2 separate regions of the Mus musculus genome follow, and region 1 is linked to region 2. A link is a contact called in public Hi-C data. All regions are on one chromosome and are shown on one strand. The core of a region is the stretch at or near the end of the contact, and the rest is flanking DNA. Distances in the headings are between cores, read along the strand shown. Region 1 has its middle 9.6 kb from the start of Gm33769. Region 2 overlaps Gm5089 (predicted gene 5089).

What was found. Hi-C and Micro-C count contacts between places; a contact is called where the count stands out from the background.
Region 1: a contact with region 2 is called in a Hi-C map of cerebellum, with 1.8 times the contacts expected there. The contact joins two enhancer-like sites. A contact is called at or near these places in 2 of 39 promoter capture datasets (the C10 cell line and cranial neural crest), 5 of 484 Hi-C or Micro-C datasets (cerebellum, granulosa cells, hemogenic endothelial cells and 2 more) and 2 of 115 datasets of contacts at active chromatin or transcription factors (both in embryonic stem cells).

The regions. Positions count from the first base shown.
Region 1 is chr14:122,489,005-122,496,198 of GRCm38.p6, reverse strand. It overlaps a transcript of Pcca not described here and the pseudogene Gm9399. Among named protein-coding and RNA genes, the nearest start is that of Gm33769, 9.6 kb to the right of the region's middle. Within about 2 kb of position 5,413, at least 42 of the 459 cell types and tissues checked have an H3K27ac peak or open chromatin away from gene starts, as enhancers often do. A contact at or near this core is called in cerebellum, where this site is marked.
Region 2 is chr14:122,403,012-122,409,796 of GRCm38.p6, reverse strand. All of the region lies in intron 1 of Gm5089 (predicted gene 5089), which reads left to right. Among named protein-coding and RNA genes, the nearest start is that of Gm25464, 18 kb to the right of the region's middle. Within about 2 kb of position 2,851, at least 69 of the 459 cell types and tissues checked have an H3K27ac peak or open chromatin away from gene starts, as enhancers often do. A contact at or near this core is called in cerebellum, where this site is marked.

The DNA.
Region 1 (7,194 bases), core at 4,164-6,663, 84 kb before region 2:
AAATTCATATCTGGTACTGAAAGCCAAGACAAAGAACTGTGGTTGGGTCAGAGGTTCCCATGGGGAGGCAATTGCTGTTGTTTTGTTGAATGGATGTGATGTGCCTCCTAAACATCTGCCTTTACACCTGTAGGGTACAGTTATGGTTGGTCCTGTTTGTGGGAAAAGTGGTTGCAGCGGATGATAGTTGTCAATGGACACACTCATAACTGATTAAACAGCTGAAGGCAAGCAATAGCTGAGGCAGCATGACTGCCCAATGCTTAAATAATGATCACAGACAACATATTACCTCTTACATGGCTCAGGGCACATTGTGAAACAAGTAGGCAGACAGAATGTAAGCGCTAAAGAAAGGGAGTGGAGTGCTGTATGGCAGTCCGTCCCCCCACCCCCACCCCACCCCCAGCATAAGGCAATGCTTATCTTGAACTTTGCACCGGACAACTAGAGAAGAACAATACAGTTGTAGCTAGACCTTCAGCACAGACAATGGAACTATTAAACACCACCACCCCCCAGTAGACGGAGGGGAGGAAGGTCAGGAGACCCTCACCTGAGATTCTAGCTATTGTTCCCCTTCCCCAGCTGCATGCTAGAGTATATAAGAAGTGAAAAAGTAGGGAACTACAGCAATGACTCATTGGTTAAGAGCACTTCCAGAGGACCTGGGTTCGGTTCCCAACACCCACATGGCAGCTCACAACTGTCTGTAGCTCCATTTCCAGGGGATCCAACACCATCACACAGACATACATGCAGGGAAAAACACTAATGTACATAAAATAAAAATTAAATCCTGAGTCCTATAGCCCCCTCGTGGCGGGTGCCGCTCTGCGCTGATTGAGCTGTGAGCCTGGCAGACATGTACCTAGCCATATGCCCACCCCACTGCGGGCTCTTCACCCTGCTGCTGCACAGGTGCTGAGCCCACCCAAAGCTGGACGATGGTGAAATATTTCCTAGGCCAGAGCGTGCTCCGAAGTTCCTGGGACCAAGTGCTCTCTGCCTTCTGGCAATGGTACCTGAATCCCTACAGCAAACACTTCTTAACCAAACAGAGTGGACCAGGAGAAGACCAGGAGAGTCTGGGGACTCTTGACCAAGACCAATAGGATGCTACGTTGGGCAGAGCAAATCTTTCCTACCAATGTTGTTCACTCATTGTACATCCTAGAGGACTCTATTGTAGACCCACAGAATCAGACCATGACCATCTTCACCTGGAACATCAACCACACCCAGTTGCTGGTGGTGGAGGAACGATATGTTTACTGTGTGAACCCTGACAATAGCAGCTGGACCGAAATCCGTCGGGAAGCCTGGGTCTCATCTAGCTTATTTGGCGTTTCCAGAGCTGTCCAAGAATTTGGTCTTGCCCCGTTCAAAAGCAATGCGACCAAGACAATGAAGGGCTTTGAATACATCCTGGCCAAGCTACAAGGTGAAGCCCCTTCCAAAAAAAACTTGTTGAGACAGCCAAAGAGGCCAAAGAGAAAACAAAGGAGACTGCACTGGCAGATACAGAGAAGGCCAAGGACCTGGCAAACAAGGCTGCCACTAAGCAGCAGCAACAGCTTGTATAGCTTACTTCTTCTCAGTTCTCCTCAGTGTACCTGATTATTAAAAATCGACCTGCAGCCCTCTCTGCTGTCTGGGGTGGTGAGTCAGGGTGCTGTCCTGGTCAGCATCTGTACCACACCCAGCTCTGTCTACTGGGCAGAGGGGTGCAGTGACTTGCCCAAGGTCACAGCAGTGTGCAGTTGATAGACTGTACTCTCCACAAGGCAGGGCTCCTTGTTTTATTCTCTGCTGTGTCCCAAGTACCATGAAAAATATTTAGCACATAACAGGCACTCAATAAACACATGGTTTGATTGCCCCCCAAAAAAATCCTAATTAAAAAAATATACTGTATGAAAAGAAAAATGAAAGGGTAATTAAAACTGGAACTCCATGATAAAGTTTTGATGAGGTTCCCATCTGCCTTAGTTAATGTTCTATTATTGTGGAGAGATACCATGACCAAAGCAACTCTTACAAAAGAAAGCATTTAATTGGAGGCTGGCTTATCGGTTCAGGAGGTTTAGTCTGTTATCATCATGATAGGAAGGAGACAGACACAGTACTGGAGCAGCAGCTGAGTGTTTTATATCCTCATTTGTAGGCAGCAGGCAGAGAGACAGAGACAGACAGAGACACAGATACAGGCACAGAGATAGACAAAGACAATCGGAGACAAACAAAGTCAGAGATAGAGGGCCTGGCAGGGCTTTTGAAACCCACACCTAATGACACACCTCCTCCAACAAGGCCATACTTCCTCTAACAAGGCCACACTTCTTAATCCTTCCTATATACTTCAACAACTGGGGACTAAACATGGAAACATATGAGTCTATGGGGTCACTTAGCCAAGGCCGTCATTCAAACACCACACCATCCATAATGGGGCAGGACTTTGTAGTGAATGATACAGCTGTCCTCTGTGTGTCTGTAAGTGGCCACTCATGAGTGCTCTCTATAAGCAAGCCTAACAAATCCACTACTCTCACCAAGCTAGACTTCAGTGAATTTCCACTTTAGTCTGTTGCTGGGACCCATCACGGGTAAACGGGCACTTGTTTGTGTCTTCACAGGAAATGTTATATTCCAATTTAAAAGGCCATTCTCTTGTCCCCATATCCCTTCTCAACATAGAAACATTGGGATTACATTACAGATGTGCCCACCTATACAGTCTAAGCTGTTTCTGTAAATCAAGTCCATACATGAACAAGTCTGTAAGGATAAGAAGATATTCACTGAGCTGCATGGACCTGGGAGACTCAAAAGCCTCTGCAGGATATCGTGAGCAAAGAGAAGAGCTAATAGTTAATCTAGAAACAAAGAGCTTGATGCTTACAATAGAATAACTACAATGCACCTGAGATCCTGACTCTAGGAATTCTCTCTAGTGAAAAGTACTTTCAGTGTTCCATGAAGAAATTACACTTTAAATTTAAAAAACAAAACAAAACAGTATCAAAACTAGTGACAGAGTATACATTTTGGAATCTTCTGGCAGAATATGTGACAGAAAAGCACCAAGGAACACTGCAAACCCTTGGCATCTTCACAATATCAACACAGTCATAACCAGCTATGTTCAGGGAAAGTAATCACACACTAGAGATGTCAGACAGTAAGGACAACAACCCTGACACTATCATAGTACACACAGATAGGTAACAATAGGGCATGGCAAAGCCCACAGAAGGAAGTAAATAGTTAAAGAAAAGCAGGGTTTGGTAGCATACACCTGTAACTCTTTAACACTTGTAAGGTAGAGGCAAACAGATCAGGAATTCAAGGACAGCCTACCTATCAAATTCCAGGCCAACCTTGGCTAAGTGAGACCTTATCTCAAAATTAAAATTAAAAGCTGAAAATAAGATTTAAAAATGTATGGTACCATTATCTATTTTATGCCTTAGAGAAGTTTTGAGTTCTATCAGCACTGGATGCCATGTTAAGAAACAGGGCAAGAACACTGGTAACAAACACAGAACAAGAGCTGGGACTAATTTAACCACATGGTCAAGGTATAGGAGTAATATATCAAAGCTTTAAACTGACTATTAGAAAAATTACTACTTAGAAAAGTAAGTTGTTCCTCAAATAGCCACATTTTGCTAATATATTACACTGAAGATAATTATACTTCTGTGATGTTTTAAATCAATACTTTGACTCTATAAGAATACTATCATTTTTAATAACTGAAAATTTCTACATTTCCCTTTGGTATAAACACTTTAAAACAGATAGAAATAGAATGCCCACTGAAATCCTTCCCAGAATGATGACCAATATGAAAAAACCATCACACCAAAACTAAAACTGAGTTAGACCAGTTTCCCTTCTCTAAGAAAAGAGAGTTAATAGCACTAGCGTTTAATCTACCTTCCATACAATCTGTCCTTTCAGTTTAAGATAATGCTTCACCCTTATTTCAGTTTTCAAAATGCCAGGAAAAACTTTTTTTTTTTTTTTTTTTTTTTTTTTTTTTTTTTTTTTTTTTTTTTTTTTTTTTTTGCTTTTCTGGAAAGAAAATGAATACAGAAATGTAAGTGGTTTGGTAATCCAGATCCAAAATGAAAGCCCACACTTTATCTTTCCTACTGTCTTTTTGCCAGAAGAAGCAAGCATTCATCCTAACATCCTGAAAAGGAGGAGCGAAGGTCAGAGCAGTGTCACAGGCAACAAGTGTTTGAAGGGAAAAAAAGGACATAAAGGAAAAAGTTGAAAGAAGAAACACAATTCCAAATTACTGAGTATGGACCCTATATTAATATATACTGTGCGGACACTTGATCTTCCTTTATGGGCTGGATAAAGGCTCCTCTGAGGCATTTCTAATTAGGGATGACTACAAGGAGCCAACGGAAAGCAAAGCGCTCTATAAGGTACCAGCATCTCAGAGAAGTCTCTTCCCTGGGAGCCCACAGTTAAAAACAGCTGCACAGTTAAATGAAGGAGTGGTGAATACTTCAGGTATCAGTTAAATTTTCTCTTTCTTCTCCTACTCTTCTTCCTCCTCCTCTTTATGAATTCGTATTATTTTTAAAAGACGACACATGTTTGAACACTCCTCCGTCTCAGGAAACAGTGCATGTCTAGCTGAGGGGTGGGGAAGCATGTAATGAGGAAGAGCTCATTTTTTTTAAGAGCTGATATTTTTTTTACAACGTTCTTTAAAACTGAAAAACCTCTTTAAACACCAGGAGGAGCTTAAATAACTCATTCTGGGCCTGAGGGTTCCATGTGGACAGTCCCTATCTCTGGTCTGCTTCTGGCAGTGTTCTCCTGGATTCTAACCATGACGGTAGGCCCAACAAGCCCTCACAAAGACTCCAAAGCTCCAGGCTTCACCCATGCCTGTGCTCTCTGGTCTTCAGGGTGCACCTCAGAGGGTTGTATGTGGCTTGTCCCACATGGAGCTTGGTCCCAGAAACGCAGACAAGGTAGCCTCGCTAGTTGCCAGGAGCAATGAAAATGCAAGCCTTTAGGCTCGAAGTGAGTCTGACCATCCCTCCACAAGCCTCCACTTCCAGGCCCCGATTGCAGAAAGCAAACCAAGTCTGCCCAGCCTGGGGCCTTGTGTAGGGCGCCCCAGCCTTGGCCATTGTTTAGTCCTGAGGAGTTGATGAGAGTTGCTTGCTCCCCTGTCCCTGGGGTCCGGCAGCTGCGAAGCGCGGTAGGGCGAGGAAGGAGCGCGGAGCCCTCCTGGCGGGGCGGGAAGGCTGGGCTGCACCCCGCGGGCCGCAGGGAGCCGCGCACCTGCCCCGCCCACCTCCAGCCGAGCACCGACCTCCTCCAGCCCCCGCCCTCGCTGCGCTGCGCGGCTCAGGTGCGCGGACCCAGAACCTTTCGGTTCTCGAATGCCCCCTGTCAAAGGACAGTTTAGATGCCCTCGAGCGAGCCGGGCTCTCCGCGGTAGCATCTAAGGCTCCCAGAAGGAAGTGTGATGGAGGATTCCGTCTTGCCTCACTTCCAGAGTTGAAAGCTGGAAAGCCGTCGGTTCTGCACAGAGGAGCAGTCGGGAGCGAGCTACCAGCCGCTGATGAAAATAATTGTTCTCGCACGCACTGTCCTGTGCCCAGAGGCGCACGTGCGCGCACGCGAACACACACACACACACACACACACACACACACACACACACACACACGCCTCTTTAGCTGCCCAACCTTAGTATTCTGATCATGCAGTTTTCAACAACTTGCTTGACACAATAACAAAGACATTTAAATGCCAGGACGCAGACTTCACTTTTTAACCTGCTGAGAGGAGCTACTTTCAAAGCTTCCCCACAGCGAATAAACTGACAAAAAATATGGGGTGCACTTATAAATTAAACACCTTACCCTCAAAGCAACGTTTGTTAATCAGGTTTCTAAAGCAATAGCCGTGTCTGTCTTTCTATTCACCCAAATAATGCCCCAAGAAGGAACCCCCTCACACAGGAGAGAGCTGGGGAAAAATGAATTATACCCATAGCTAGTAAAACTCATCTTAAATCAATAGAACACCACTTGAACTTGAGTTTCCATTGTTTCACTGGACCATCAATGTTTTTAATTAAACAGAGCTACCCTTTCTGCTAAAACATTACATAAAAGGGTTAGGTTTCTACTTTTGTTGAGGCAGCTGGCGTTTGTTGGCTGTTGTGTTTGAGCAACAGACTGTTCAATAGAAGCGAGAAATAGCTCAACGCGCTCTTAATAGACCTGTTTCGACAATGTACCTTGAAAAGGAATACATTGTGTTATTGTGTTAGTTTGCTACAAACCTATTAGAAGAAAAATAGCGTCCATCAGGTCTAACAAAACGCATTTGTATTATACGCACTTATCTGCTTCAAATACACTTCTTGGCACAATGTCTAGGATTCAACTAGATCATCAAGAGCTGGACAGAAGAACACATACCAGTTAGGTAATGATACACAGGCTAAAAATAATAATAAAGAAAGGCTTACTCAGGCCATAATTGCGACTTTTTATTTTTGATGAAGATGCAAACAGCCCTACTTTACATTAAAAACGTGTGGGTTTCTTCGACAAAAAAAAAAAAAAAAAAAATTAAAGATTTGTATCGTGTGACTATTGATCCAGATCCCACAGTTGGAACAAATCTGATCCATTTTCGATAACAATTTGTTTCGGGGAAGGATGCAGGGCAGAAATATAGTATTTTAAAAGCAGAATTAAACGGCTCAAAGATCCGGGTTCTTTAGGGAAATGTGTGAAACAAACAAATCGAAAGCAAGGGTTCCAGCCAAGAGGTTGGGGAGTAGCGCTGCCTAGCAGCAGGAAAGGAAGCACTTCTTGGAAAATCCTCTCTTAAAAATGAATTTAAAGTTTGTTTTAAAGGCATTTTGAACAGAGAGTGAAACTTGAAGCATAGAAATAGGTGGCATTTCAGCGACATGCCTACTGTCTCTTGTACTTCAAACTTTAAGGGGAAAAAAAGAGTCAAATGATGAAGCTAATTTCACTCTGAAATTACTTAGTAGAAAAGATAGCTAAAGTGCTATGCACCCTCCAGGCATCTGCAGAAAACCACGTGCTTTCTAGCCTGCATATTTGGTTTTTCAGCTGCAAGATTGTTGAGAACACAAGAGAATGGTAGGTTGCTAACAGTTCAACT
Region 2 (6,785 bases), core at 1,602-4,101:
TTTGAGGATTACTTTGGGCTCTTGCCTCTAACCTTTCCAAGCCCGTCTTTTTCTGATTTCCGCCCCTATACCACATATTATACACTAAGCCACCTTCAATTTTCTGCTCCAGTTTCCCAGTTTCTCTGTTTTGCACCTCATGCTCTGCCAAAGAAGTTCTAAGATTACAGATGCCTATCACTGTATCTGGGCTTTTGTCTGGTTTTTTGTTTGTTTGTTTGTTTTCTTGTTTTTTCTCAGTATGTTCCAGAAACCAAACTCCAGTCAGCTGGGTTGCTTAGCAAGTGTTTTTATGGGATGAGCAAACCATCTATTCACCCTCCTCGTCAGAAAAACCCAGGGGCTCCCACTGACCTGTCCCTTCTGTCCTCTGGTGCTTAGGGGATATAAAGCTGGATACCCAGAGTATTCCTCTGCAGACACCACAAGGAGCCCTCTGAAGGCAGCAGAACACTCCTTGTCTTTGTGACACTAGCTGTGTATCTAAAGGACAAAGGCAAATTAGTTCCTTGTTTAAGAACAAAAAAAAAACAAACCCAAAAACCAAACAAACAACCTGGGTTAAACCAGCTAGACATCCTTAAGAGAAGAAAGAAAGAAAGAAAGAAAGAAAGAGAGAGAGAGAGAGAGAGAGAGAGAGAGAGAGAGAGAGAGAGAGAGAGAAAGAAAGAAAGAAAGAAAGAAGAAAGAAAGAAGAGAAAAGAAAAAAAATCCAGCTTGTCTTTACTGCTTCCAGCTTGTCTTCACAGCTTCCAACTCAGCAGATAGATAGTATGACTCACAGTATTGGTCCCCTCTTGTATTTCTTTCTTTAAACATTACTTTCTTTCTCTCTTATTTATTGTGTGTGTTGTCAGAGGACAACTTGCAGGAGTAGGTTCTCTCCTTCCACCACTTAAGTCTGAGGGACCAGGCACGGAGGTGAGGGTTTTTATGGGCTAAGCCCATCTAACTAGTTTCCTTTGCCTCTAGCCTCAAGAGAGAAAGTTTTGTTATTCGCATAAAGAATTTTTCCCCCTAGAGCTCCTCCCATGCCCCAAGACCCTAACCTAAGGAATATGTGTGGGTTTTTTTGTTTGTTTGTTTGTTTTTTGTTTAGTTTGCCTGTGAGGAATCTACAAGAATGTTGGGGTTGGGGTGCCTGGCACAGCAGAGCCTTTAACACCAGCAGTGGCAGGTACATCTCTATCTTTAAGCCTGATCTACAAAGGAACTTCCAAGCCACACAGGGCTTCAGATAGACCCTGTCTCAACACCTCCCCTTCCAAAATTGGCTGAGACTGAAGCAGACTCCTCCACGGTTACTGAGTTCCATGTGGGGTCTTAAGAGGCTGCTGGCTTTAATTTAACTTAGGGTGCTGTAGTTCCAGTCTAGAAGTCTGGTTCGGTTTCCAAGTAAGAGGTCACCTATGAGAAAGTCAACTCACCTTGACCAATCTTCTAGCTGTGGCTGAGCACGGCTTTGCATGGTCTGGTCATCAGATCAGCAACTAGCAGGTCCTCTAGGCAAGTCTGTGGAACCATGTGCATACTACAGAAGGGCGGACCTCATTCCTCAGACCTCACCATGCCTTTGCATGGCTCACACACTGCAGAGACCGTTTTCCAAGGGAGAGATACAGGGAAGAGTATGGATTGCTGGATTTTCGAATGTTTTAAATGATTCTTTGTTTGGTTGATTGGTTTTGTTGTTGTTGGTGGTGGTGGTGGTGGTGATGGTTGGTTTTTGAGACAGGGTTTATCTGTGTAGCCCTGGCTATCCTAGAACTTGCTCTGTAGACCAGGTGGGCCTTGAACCCACAGAGATCGGCCTGCTTCTGCCTTTTGAATGTATGTGCCTTCACTGCCTGGCAACGTTTTTGTTTTTTGTTTTGGTTTTGTTTTGTGTTTTTGTTTTTGTTTTTGAGACAGGGTTTCTCTGTATAGCCCTGGCTGTCCTGGAACTCACTCTGTAGATAAGGCTGGCCTTGAACTCAGAAATCCACCTGCCTCTGCCTCCCAAATGCTGAGATTAAAGGCATGCGCCACCACTGCCCGGCTGCCTGGCAACGTTTTAAATTCTTTTTTCCCTTTCATTAATTAATTTATTCACTATGTAGATCTATTTATCTATGTAGACCTAGCTAATGTGGAACTCACTATACAGACTAGGTTGGCCTTGAACTAACATAGGTCCCCCTGCCTCTGCTTCCCAAGTGCTGGCGTGCTCCATGGGTACTTCGATTTGAAGAGAACTCATCTGTGGATCGCTCTGTGACTTTTGGACAGTTGTCTGACATCCAGGGAACTCAACAGGTGTTGGCTGAATATGAATTTAGTTAAATATTCGTGAGCGCAGCGATTCCCCTTAAGACCTTCGGGGGAGGGGGGATATATTTACTCACATCTGCTTCTTTCTTACCCTGGGGAATTAGAATTTGTGGTTTTCTCTCGCAGACGTGCAGAGAAATCCACAAAGTTGCTTGTGGCATCTGGGGAAATGTTAACCAGGAAGCTGGCTAGGCAGAAGACGTGGATCTTTCCAGGTCTTATGCCCTACAGATGGGTCATCTTTTAGAGAGTGGAACTCAGATCCAGTACACCAGGACTCGCCCAGGACTTGCCTGGCGTTTGGCGTCTCCCCCAGAATTCTTTACACATGGCCCAGGAGCCAACTTCGGTGTTTACGACACACCCGGGCGGCGGATCCCCTGGACGGGCTATGGGCCCCGCGCAGGTGTCCGGCCTGTGCACGGGGTGCGCGGGGGCCCAGGAGCCCCGAGAAAGACGTTATTGTTACACTGTAACGAGTCTGATTAACTCGCTCCTGACACTTTCTCTTAGTTTCTTCGGCTCCTAGCAACCAGGCACAAAGGCGAAGGATTGTCCCCGGCTCCGCGGGGACACGGGCAGCCTTTGATCTCGCACCATTACAGCCCGGCTGCGCGACAGGCTCACGGGGTCCGGGAGGCCCGCAGTCCTGGCCACTGGGCCACGGGGATCCCCCCACTGCGGCCCCGGCCTAGCCTGGCCGCTGCGCCCCAGCACTGCTACACCGGTGTAAGTCATCACGCAGGGAAGGGCAGCGGTCTCCGAAATGTGCCCAAGGCCTGGTCTCTACTCCGGGGCGACGCCCGCGCACCGATGCATGCGGTGTGTGGTGCGGAACAGAAGAACATCTACCTACACGCGTGTCCTGACCGTTTGAGCACGTCTCCTTCCTAAGCGGTACGGGAGTTCCAGGCTTGCCTTGCTCTTCCCGTCCGAAGGAGCGAAAGAAAACCCAGCCGGTCAGTCACAATGAAAAAAGAAAGGGGGAAAAATTATGTAAAAGGAAGGACACAGTTACATAGTCCTCGAAAACGTAAATAACCTGCTTAGACGAAACTGAGTAGATCGCCACAAATTGCGTGTCCAGGAGGACTTTGGTGCCTTCCTGGCGCTTGCTTTGTATTTCTGGCTATCTTTACGGATTCTGAAGGAGGTGGGGTGTCAAATAATTACTAGAATCTAAACAAACCATGTCCACCAGCGACAAAAGTCACCCACCACAGAACCGGGACAAGCTGCCGGGTCCCACTGCGCAAGTTTTACAGGTACTAAAAAGTAATTTCCGTTCCAGTTCGGGTCGCTTACTTAGCCATCCCTGGCCCCAGTTGAAAACAGAGGGTGGGAAGAAAGAAGAGTTAGGCTTTAGCATTTCAATGTTAGGGTCAGGTAATTACTTCCCCTAAATTACAAAGTGAGGGCTTTGCAGGGGGCCCTCCCGGGAGAGGGCACTGTTCCCAAGCCCTGGATTTACAGACCCTTCTTGTGCTCTCCACTGGTAATAATATTCACAAGTTCCCGTGGAAAAAAAAACGCAGAGGATTCAGATGGCAAAATAAATGCAAGCTCTAAAAGCATACTGTCCTGAGGAAGAAAGAGGAAGGGGTGTGTGTTGGGGGGGAGGGGACAAGGGGAGCTGTAAAGCCCGTATTCTCTCCTCTTCCTGTGCCAACTAAGAAAATTCCATAGTCTCTAAATAAAGTTTCCCCAACTCCCACAAAACTATTGAGTGCAAAGGTGTTCCTGGCGATAATGACTTCTATTTTAGAGAGCGGAACACCGCATGGTTGGTTCTATTTATCCAGCAAAATATGCCAGGCAATCAAAGACTTTCAAATTCAAACTACAGGCGGTGAAGTCTTCATCCCCGGGACACTATTTCCCGACCTGTCTCTAGAGCAGTGGGGGCCAGTGTGGCCCTGTGGAAAACTGGAGACAAGGCTGAAGAAAGTCCCTAACTTGCCGTCCCAGGGGTGCCCCCCAACCAGCCAGAATTCTCCTTACCCTTTCAATAAAACATGACTGTGCCGATACAATCCTCTATACATTAAAATGAGTTTGTCACAGATTGTCATTAAGACCTCAGTAAAACAATGAAGACATTATTGGGCACCCCCCCCCCCTCGGGCAAGGTATTAAAGGCATAAAGCAATCGACACCACACGGGTCCTATTGAGATTAATGAAAAAATTATGCAAAAAGAATCGCAATTTCATTTTCCCGTGACGAGGCTTTGCGTCCGTCCAGTCATTCTCGCATCGCACCTGATGATTTATTAAACTAATCTGTGGAGATCAACCGCTGATGTTCTCAGCTCAATCTTGTCCTGGCTCATTTTCTAAGTAATTGTTTCTCATTAGTTCTGATAATGTTTTAATAGTGTTATCCATAATTTAGCCCCCTAGAATTAATAACAAGGGGGTGATACAGGCAAAGTGGCTGCCATTGAGCTACATAAAAATATAAACAGGTATGTTTTTTTAATTAATCTGATGAGCAGCCAAGTCCCCTTCCCACCTCATCACCCACGTCTGTGTCCCTACGGCAGACTCAGCCTTGGTGGCTCACTCAGCCTTGGTGGCATTTCTCTTTGTCTGCTCCTTACTAGGGGATGTGGGTTGGAGAAGTGGGATGCCTGCTTCCTTGCTACTCCACGTTTTAGATTTCTGTCTCCTGGGGAATGAGGGCTATGGGACCTCTCTTCTGGGGGCCCTTGTATCTTCTCAGATGACTGGCAATTGGCCTACATCTTTGCCTCCTGTGGGCCCCGGTCTTGTGATCCTACCTAAAGTGGTATTTCTTAATTATGAAGATGATTGATCCGAGGTCTGAGAAGGCTTAGCCAATGAGAGAGATCGTTTTGAGCTGGATACGGTGAAGGACATCAGGACTTTGGAGGAGGAAGACGCAGGAGGACTCTCATGAGTTTGATGCTAGCCTGGGATACATATCAAGATTCTGATTCAAAGGCAAAACCAGAACCAAACAGGGTGTTTTTGTATGGATAAGGAAGTTAGGGGACAAGGATTCCGAGATACTCTAACATGGTGAGGACATAGGAGTCCCTACCACTGTTGTGGAGTGGGAGAGGCCTAACTAGGCCCTGTTCTCAGTACCACTTTGAAGGGTTGCTTTTCGTTTGTTTGTTTGTTTGTTTGTTTGTTTGTTTTAGAGACAGGGTTTCTCTGTGTAGCCATGGCTGTCCTGGAACTCACTTTGTAGACCAGGCTGACCTTGAACTCAGAAATCCGCCTGCCTCTGCCTTGAAGGGTTGCTTTTTCTTAAGGTCTCCATGACTTCCACCATACAGGTGGGGCTTCCTCAGAGGGAGGCCCCTGTATGCTTTGGGTCGACCTGAACGACTGGGATGGAGGCCAGAACATGTGCCCCTCATCTTTTTTTAGCGCCAACAGCTTATCTGAAATCAGTACTGCTCTAACACTCTGAGCGTGTGTACATGTGTGTGAGTGTGCACATGCATTCATGCCCTCCATTCCCTGCTGGCTTATGAGCAGTCTTTGTTTCCACCAGCATGGACCCCTGTGGGTCGGCTTACTTTGTGCACACCTGACTTCATGACTCCCAGATGCAGCCTGGGGCCTGGGCATTTCTTACCCAGAGTGCCCCTGTCCTCTGTCCTGAAGCACCAATGGCCAGAGGCTAGCTGGATCTTCCCACTCCCATATGCCTTTCCAGAAACTCTGGGGTAGCACAGAGCAGCCCAGGTGAGGAATGGCTATCTCTCAATGAGGGAAAGGAGAGAGACACACAAGGTCCAAAGCAGGTGGCCCCAGCCCAACGCCTCAGCTCTGTTTAAGAGTTAGCCCTTCAGGTCCCTTGCTTGTGAATACCCGTGTCTCAAGAATGTTTCTCCAGATCCATCAGCTCTGGGGTTGGCTTCAGCCACTTGCTAGCCAGGGTGGTTTTCTCCTTCCTACCTTGCACTGGGGTGCATGGTGGCCATGGTAACAGTAGTTTCTGACCTGGCATTGGTGCGATGATGTGGTATCCACCTCCTAGGGTTTTCTGTAGGAACTAGAAGGATAGAATCAGGGGTGAGAAGTAGACTCGGGGATGGGGCACACACCAGGGGCCATGAAGGGAATCCACCAAAAGGGCCCAGGAGGAGGAGGAAAATGAAACTGGAAAACAACTGTTTTCTATTTACAAATTTAAATAAACAGCACAGCCTTCCCCGTGGTGTTTGTCTAAGAGGAGCAGCTATGCTGCTGAGTAGGTCGTGAAAAGGTTGGTGCGGAGTTTTAAACGTCCCATTCTGCTAATTTCTTAAAAGAACAGTGGTTCAGAGTCTCTGCACAAAAGCTCATGATTTAATGAGGGAAGAGAAACAAAATCTCCGCTTGCTGGTGTTTCAGACTTCATTGGCGTCCTCTGGCACGCACAAGTTGCTCCTCAGAGGCTTCAATACCCTTTCGCCTTCAGGATAAGACTACAAGCTGAATAGAGAACAATGCCCG